Regions from separate parts of the Sus scrofa genome. Here region 2 is linked to region 1. The links are chromatin contacts, called in public promoter capture Hi-C maps. All regions are on one chromosome and are shown on one strand. Each heading gives the region's core, a stretch centred on a gene start, on an enhancer-like site or on the middle of the called end of the contact. The rest is flanking DNA. Distances are from core to core; before and after follow the strand shown. Region 1 overlaps RBM33 (RNA-binding protein 33). Region 2 holds the start of RBM33 (RNA-binding protein 33).

Evidence for each region. Promoter capture Hi-C pulls out the DNA fragments that hold promoters and counts their contacts.
Region 2: a promoter capture Hi-C map of liver shows a contact between it and region 1, with 2.5 times the contacts expected there. The contact joins the promoter of RBM33 here to the enhancer-like site in region 1. A contact is called at or near these places in 2 of 5 promoter capture datasets (fetal liver and liver), 8 of 47 Hi-C or Micro-C datasets (blood, embryonic fibroblasts, liver and 2 more) and 2 of 2 datasets of contacts at active chromatin or transcription factors (alveolar macrophages and skeletal muscle).

The regions. Positions count from the first base shown.
Region 1 is chr18:2,632,158-2,636,573 of Sscrofa11.1, forward strand. RBM33 (RNA-binding protein 33) reads right to left here. Exons shown (of 20, transcript XM_021079037.1): 6 at 936-1,107. Among named protein-coding and RNA genes, the nearest start is that of RBM33, 42 kb to the right of the region's middle. Within about 2 kb of position 1,699, at least 2 of the 83 cell types and tissues checked have an H3K27ac peak or open chromatin away from gene starts, as enhancers often do. A contact at or near this core is called in liver, where this site is marked.
Region 2 is chr18:2,674,820-2,678,663 of Sscrofa11.1, forward strand. RBM33 (RNA-binding protein 33) reads right to left here and starts at 1,385. Exons shown (of 20, transcript XM_021079037.1): 1 at 1,240-1,385. The coding sequence starts at 1,282.

The sequences.
Region 1 (4,416 bases), core at 449-2,948:
AAAGAATCTTTAAAAAAAGAAATGTTTTCTTGATTTTTTTATTTAGACCAAGACCAGAGAACAGGTACAACCCTCCGTCCTTGTACCTTCCACCCTCCCCCCCGGAATATGGAACATCCTAGTGGTCCTCCGAGTATGGGTTCCACAGGAGCAGGAACAGCGTCACCTGGGAACTCATCAGACACGCAACTTTCCTGAGCCCCACCCTAAACCCACTCCATCAGAGGAGCCGAGGGTGGGTCCCGAAATACGTTTTAACAAGCCTTCTGGGTGATTCTGCTGCTCAAATTTGAGAGCCACCGCTTCCTTCTCTGCAACGGGCACCAGAGAGACCCGTAGAAGAGCGGGAAGTAGGGTCAATACTGCAAGAGGCTCACTGACTAGCAACAGCCTGCTGTCCGTCTTTAAAAGGAATGATGTGCCGCTGATCATGTCTACAAACAAGTCACCTTGTCTCAGTAAACACTGAGGAGAATGGCACATGGAAAAAGAATACACAGAAGAGAAGGTTATAATGACCCTAAGAGGTCCAAAATAGGCCCAGGCAACCTGGAGAGTCTTGGGAAGGGTAAAATGGCCCTGCCCTACCCCACACCCCCTTCCAGAGCCAGCAGGAACCACTGGGTACGCATGATAGCAGGTCTAGGCCACAGGCTCCAATGGAAAAACTATTTTTAAAAAAATCAAATATTTTATTCAAACATCTTTTAATCCAGAAGGAAGCCATTTTTATAGAATGGTTTTTACAGCACCACAACACAGCTCCAACCTCACAGGACCATCCACTCTCTGGACGCCACAAACAATACTCCGTAAGTCAGCTTTTTTTTTAAGTATTTGATTAACTGTAACAGTACTATGGAGGAAGGTGAAATGCGAATGAACTTGAATGGGAGGAAGCTGAAATGGGATGGGAGACAGGCAAAAGAAGTTACCCAAAGTTTCTGGAATGTTCCTTCTCTCTCTAGTTACATCTGAGAGCCTAATAATTGTTCCTTCTTTCCTTTCAGTTTTGAAACGTAATCGTCCCGATTCTTCATCATCCTCGTCTTCTTCATCGGACTCTTCTTTTACGTCCTTCTGCAGCTCCAAAGTTTCCATGCTTCCCTAAATTGCAGACACACAAAAAACAAAGGGAAAGTGAGTTCACTTCAATACTGAAGAATGGTTGCATATACAGACATAAAAACTCTTTCTATTTAAAATGTAAAAGTGCTGCAAAATGTCCTCTTTATAAAGCCGTGTGAAACAGTACACTGATTCCAGGAGAAAATCAAACATTAACAATTAACACTGTTCCAGGAGTTCCCTGGTGTTCCAGGGGGACGCTTCCACATGGTGACCCAGGGTCAAGCCCTGGTCTGGGAACTGGGATCCCACATTAAGCCGCTCCACTCCACAGTCAGAATAAACAAATAAATAAAAGTTTTTTAAAAAAAAAAAAAAAAAAAGAAAAGAAAAGAAAAAGGAAATGTTAGAAAAAATTCAAAGTCCTACTCCTAGTTTGACCAAGTCTTATACCTTGTTGCTACTTACACTTCTAAGAGAACAAACGTGAGTTCCAAAAATCCCTGCTGGCCTCAAATCTACCCCAGATCTAGCAAAGTTCAATGTATTAACTGAACTAACACTAGAGTTGCACGAGCTTAGTAGCACATAACCTGCCTTGAAACTAACACCAGATGACAACCCTCCTCCCGTTTCAGAGGCGCTGCATTTCCTCTACTTCCTGACCCCGCCTACGTGGATTCCAGTGCCAGGCAAGCACTCATCTGCTGTTGGGTTGACGGAGTTTCTTTTCGGCCTCCAAAATCTTCCCTGTATCAGACCTCATCCCTTTCTACTTCATCCCACTGACTAGTGTTCACTCACTACCACCTCGAGCTCAGACTATTACGACTGCAAAACTATGTTTTTTCTCCGTTCACCTCACACTAAACCAGATTTATTTTCTATTTCATTGTAGCAGGATTCCTATAAGAATTTTGCCTAATCTAGACCCAAACCAAAAGTAATTTTTTCAACAATTGCATGTTTCTTTTTTAAAAAAATTTTATTGGAGTACAGACGACTTACGATGTTGTATTACTTTCACTCATGTTCCTTTTAACACTAACTTCCACCTCACAGAAGGTTTTGGTGAGCTGTTAGGTAATAAATAGGTACCTACTGACTACTAGGTTCATTAAATACTTTTTGTAAACTTAAAAAAAAAAAAAATGGGAGTTTCCCATTGTGGCGCAGCAAAAAACCGACTAGCATCCATGAGGATGCAGGTTCGATCCTTGGCCTCACTCAGTGGGTTAAGGATCTAACCCTGCCATGAGCTGTGGTGAAGGTCACAGATGCAGCTTGGATCTGGCATTGCTGTGACGTGGGCCGGCAGCTGTAGCTCCGATTCCACCCCTAGCCTGGGAACCTCCATATGCCTCAGCTGCAGCCCCCCCAAAAAACAGAAATGGCTCCTTTATTCTCTTCATTCATAATTTTTAAATATCCTTTACTCTTTTTTTTTTTTTTTTGGTCTTTTTGCTATTTCTTGGGCTGCTCCCGCGGCATATGGAGGTTTCCAGGCTAGGGATCAAATCGGAGCTGTAGCCACCGGCCTACACCAGAGCCACAGCAACGTGGGATCCGAGCCGCGTCTGCAACCTACACCACAGCTCACGGCAACGCTGGATCGTTAACCCACTGAGCAAGGGCAGGGACTGAACCCGCCACCTCATGGTTCCTAGTCAGATTCGTTAACCACTGCGCCACGACGGGAACTCCAATATCCTTTATTCTTAAGAGAAACATGAGTTTCTAACTTCATTAGAAAATGTGCAAGAGAAAAATTAAAATAAGCTGATACAATCATTTTGTATTCTTCACCATTTTCTGTGTAAAAAATGCACACACGCATTGCTAGAAATCCTAAAGCAGAGACATATCTTCAGGAGGTCGAATGCCTGAAAATCAAATGATAAATGTAAACTGCAACTTTTAGCCAATGACTGCAAAAACACCCTTCAGCATTCTGACATGCAGCATACTTAAGAATTTTAAAATGCCAAAACACTGGCATTTTGTTGGTTCGATACCGTTATTTCAGTCATACTGAATATCTGAAACCAAGAACAAGTGACATGTGAGACAGACTCAGCTTGTTTCTACTGCACTCCACTCCAACTGAGCAAAAGTAAAGTTTACTTTTTGTAAACTTTAAAAAAAAAAAAAAATGGGAGTTTCCATTGTGGCACAGCAGAAAAAAATCCGACTAGCATCCATGAGGATGCGGGTTCGATCCTGGCCTCACTCAGTGGGTTAAGGATCCAACCCTGCCGTGAGCTGTGGTGTAATGGCATTTTGTTGGTTCAATACCGTTATTTCAGTCATACTGAATATGAAAATATCATATTCATTTAGAAAATATCCTTCTCCACTTCCATTAAGGCTCCAGAGCAGTGCTTCTCAAATTCAAGGTGGGGCCAATCACTAAGAATCCTGCTGAGATGCGGATTCTGATTCCGCAGGTCAGGGTGGGGCCTGACCTTCTGCAGTTCTAATAAGCTCCAGGTTAAGCCAACAGGCAGGTCCACAGACACTTTAAGCAGCAAGGCCACAGAGAAGGAAAAGAAATGACAGCCAATAAAGCAAAGATTCTATTACAATAGTCATTTCCAATTCAACCATTCATACTAATTATAGTTCCAACACTTTCCAAGCCAAGCTTAACGTAAAACATGACAGTACTGAAATTAATGCAGTCTATTCTACACCCAAATCTCCATCTAAGAAATCTAAATACAACAAAGATAAGGTAAAAATTGTTTCTTTGAAAGAAATACTACAGGCTACCAGAAACAAACCAACAAACTATTCCAGCCTATGATGCAACAATCCCACTGCTAGGTATTCACCCCAAAGAAGTGAAAATGTATGTTCAAAAGTATAGGGGGGAAAGAGAAAGAAAACTTATGTTCATGTAAAAACCTGGAGGGAAATGTTTACAACTCTCTTCTGGATCACCAAAAACAGACACAACAGTGAACGGAAAGACAAACTGCGGTCCATCCAAACCGGGGAATACAACCTTTCCGCCGCCAAAAGGATCGCGACTGATGCAATGACTGGGAAGAAAGCAGAGGCGTCATGCTGAGTCGCAGGTGACATCCTGCAGCCACTCCACTTACGTGACTCTCTCCAAGAGACACATGCCACTTGGTCAGGACTGGAAGGAAGGGTTGAGCAAGGTAAAAAAAAAAAAAAAAAAAAAATTTTTTTTTTTTTTTTTTTTTGGAGAGATGCACTGTCCTAGAATGCAAACTCGTGGTTCAAGTCTCGGGGTCCAGTTTAGCCCTGAACCACATCAAGGATTTTGCAAGCCCCGAGCTGAAACTGAAGCACTGGCCTCAGCTGCCTTAGGTGTAGACC
Region 2 (3,844 bases), core at 135-2,634, 42 kb after region 1:
TAGCAATTCCCAAACTTTCTGGACTCAGATTTACTGAGGCCGCCAAAAAGCTTCTGTTTCTGTGGACTGCATTCACTGACATTTGCTTCCTTCGAAAGTAAAAATGAGAAACATGAAAACATAAGAACACATTCCCTCACCCGTCTACACGACAAAGCGTTCACGTGTCACACAGCCTCGGGAAAACTCCTCGATGCTCAGAGGGGTGAAACATGCAAATAACCTTAGCATTAATGAAACCAGTCCTGACCCAGGAGTTTCCAGACTATACTGTGACAAGGATACAAAACCACGACTTTGACCGCCAGAAAGCAACCAACTAAGAAAAGAACACATCTTTTCAAACTTTAACTGGAAAGCTTCAGCTCTAACACGCAAAAGTCATCTGACCAAAAAATAAATAAATAAATAAAAAGTCTACACCAAATCGTACTGCCAGGAGCGACATTGCTGCGTTTGGTCTCATTTTGCCAAAGCAGCGTCTCAAAGTCCTAGGCAGGACTATGGCAACGTGCTCATAAGCAAGCATCACTAAAAAAAAAAAAAAAATACACAAAAGGATGGTTACACGTCTCAATAACGAAAACAACCTCAAATGCTGTCGCGGTTCATACTTTCATCATCTAAGGGGCTCCTTCATCAAAGTTTTCGAACAGTCATACAAGTCACTTTCAAGTGGGTTTTTTTTCCCATTATTAAAAAAAAAAAAAAAAAAAAAAGCCCTCCATCCACAAAATGGGGTTCCAACCAAAAAGTGATTTTACCTGAAATGTGTTTTCACTAAGTACCCTCTCGAACTCATCTACGCTTGGACAACGAAGGAAACACCCAAAGGCACTGCACCGGTATCTAAACCTCTTCGGTCCGGTTCCCACGTCTGCAAGGTGCTGATAACCCAGCACTAGTGGGCTCGTACCCCACGACTGAGGAGCTCCCAGAGCACGAGAGCAGCTCGCGGAGACCGCTCTCTCAGAACCCGTCCTCGGTCTGGCCCGGTTGCGGCACCGGCCTGGAAACCTCCCGGAACCGTCGGGACCACCCTCCCGGGGCCACAGCTGCCCCCCACCCAGGCCGGCGCCCCGCCTCCGGTGGGCCTGGCGCTTGGCGACGCCAGGGCGGCGGGCACGCCGAGGCCCGACCCCCGCCCGCCTCTCAGGGGACCAGACCCCCGACGGCCAGGAGCGGCCCCCGGAACCCCCACCGCCACAGCCGCCTCCCGCGCGGCGCCGCCTCCCTTACCTCCGGCGCCGGCTCCTCCGCCCGCTCCCAGGGCGGTCGCCATGGTGTGCACTGGGCCCGGCCTTCAGCCTCGCCCCACCAAGCCAGCCGGGGCCCGGGGACGCGCAGGGAGGACGGGGGGCGGCGGGCCGGGGCGGCGGGCCGGGCCGGGGGCGCGGGGGGCGGCGCGGCCGGCGGGTCGCGGGCCCCTCCGGCCTGCTCCTCCGCAGGAAGAAAACAACAAACTATCGCAACATGGCCGCCGGCTCGGCCCGCCGCCGAGGTGCACGCCGGGATGATGGCGGCCGGGAGGCACCGGCGCGGGGCCTCCCCTGCAGGCCGCGGCGGCTCCGAGCCGCCTCCGAGGGACGCAGGCCGAGGGCGGAAGGCAAACACACCAGCGGCCGCCTCGTTCCGCTCCAGAAACCCCAATGTTTGAAGGGGGCGGGGGCGGCGGCCCGCCGTAGTTCGGCCCCGGGCTCTGTCGTGAGTCGCTTTGCAGCAGTTGGCGCCGAGCTTTACGGCCGGCGGAGGTCCCGTTGGAAGAGTGAGGGAGGAGATCCCGCGCCCGGTAATGGGGCCGGAGCTTGCTTTCTGTGTCTGGACTGTGCGGCGCGCGGCGGGGGGCGGAGTAAACTGCGCTGCGGGCTGACAGCGGGGACGAGCACGCCGTGGGGGTGGTGCCGGGCATGCGCACTGGGGGGTCTGCGGCGGAGGCAGGTGCGCTGAGCGGGTGCGGCCGGAACGGCCGCCGTAGCGACATGTGCGCGAGAGGTAGCGTTTGAGCCGCAAGACTTGTCCACAGCGGGATGCTAACAAGTGACCTTAAGGGAAGGGTCCTGGGAGATAAGAGTTGTAGAAGGCTGAGGGATGCTTGGGATCAGGCATCCGAAGGCGACTTCTGACTTGTTGGCAGTTGGGGACGGGGAAGACCGGTGCGGATGTAATGAGGCCTTTAAGAACACGCAAGCTGCAAAGGTTGCTTCAGTAACAATGAATGTAGGGCTTATGGGGAAAGGAAAGGGTGGAAAGAGAAGGCTGAGCAAAGACCTTGGCTCGGAGGTGTCAAAGGACTTCTTAGGATTCCAGAATTGCAAGTGGCACAGGGGAGCGCTGCACTGTTAGTGGAAAAGAATAATTTCAGGTGGAAAAGCCTCTGAAACACCTTAACTGAAGGAAGTAAAAATTTTCAGGAATGGGGTAAATCTGAATTGTGTGCCACCGGAAAGGATGCAGTAAGAAGAAACAGCATCGCTTCTGTGATAAAATCCTGTCACAGATACCTCACTGAGTCTAATCTCGAAAAAGTAAGGACCAAAAAAATGGGGGACATACCACAAAACAGTTGGCCTTTAATCTTCGAGTGTCAAAATTATGAAAGCCAAACCAGAGGACGTGTTTCAGACTGAAGAAGAAAAGGCATGACCGGAGTTCCTGTCGTGGGACATCGAAAAGGAAACTGACTAGGAACCATGAGGTTTTGGGTTCGATCCCTGGCCGGATTAAGGATCTGGTGTTGCCATGAGCTGTGGTGTAGGTCGCAGATGCAGCTCGGATCTGGCGTTGCTGTGGCTCTGGCGTAGGCTAGCAGCTACAGCTCCAATTAGACCCCTAGCCTGGGAACCTCCCTATGCTGTGGGTGCAGCCCTAAAAAGACAAAAAAAAAAAAAAAAAAGACATGACCACTGAATCCAATACATGATTCTGAACTGGATCCTTTCACTGTAATGAATGTTATTGAAACAACTTGCAAAAATCCAGAGTCTGAAGATAAGATGGGAGTAATACAGCAAAATTAACTTCCTTATTTTGATGATTGTAAGTGGTATGTCTTTGTAGAGAGTGCAGACTAAACTGTTACCACTCTCATACCACTTTCCCATGCCAGGCCAATAAACGGAGAGACAAGTCGTTGTATTCACCAAGCCAGCAGACCAAGAAGATCACGTCACAAAGAACCGCCTTCTTTTATACTAAAAGAGGAACGGTTGTGGTTGCTTGTTGCAAACTTCTTGGTACCAGAATCCTTTGTTCTTGAAGCTGTCCCCTGGGTCTGGTCACAGTCTTCCTATAAATCTCCACCAAGACAAACGCTACTCTCTATTCTGCAGCTTTTTTTTCTGCTACATGGATGGAGAAGTGTTAGACCTTTAAAGATCAGATCCTTGAGAATGGGCTGTCCTGCATATTTCAAGTTATAGGCAACATTCTTTTAGTGATTAACGTACAGTAAACTCAATAGAGTACAAAGGTTAAAGTAAAAAAAAAAAAAAATCCAATGTGGAGTCAGATTGGTTCTTTCCTTTTACACAAGTACTTGGGGTGACAGGGCATAAGTCATGAACTTATTCTCAAGTGGTTCAGAATAAAAGTGTTTTATTTTACTGTCTGTTGAACTTGGTAAGTTTTTATTGCTTCAAAACAAAGGAGCAAAGAGAAAATTGTTTTAAAATGTCATTGTTGGAGTTCCTGCCATGGCACAGTGGGTTAAGGATCTGGTGTTGCTGCAGCTGTGGCACAACTGTAGGTTGAAGCTATGGCTTGGATTTGATCCCTGCCTCGGGAACTTCTATATATTGTGGTTGCAATCAAAAAGAAAGGAGGAAGGAAGGAATTTGGGAGAGTG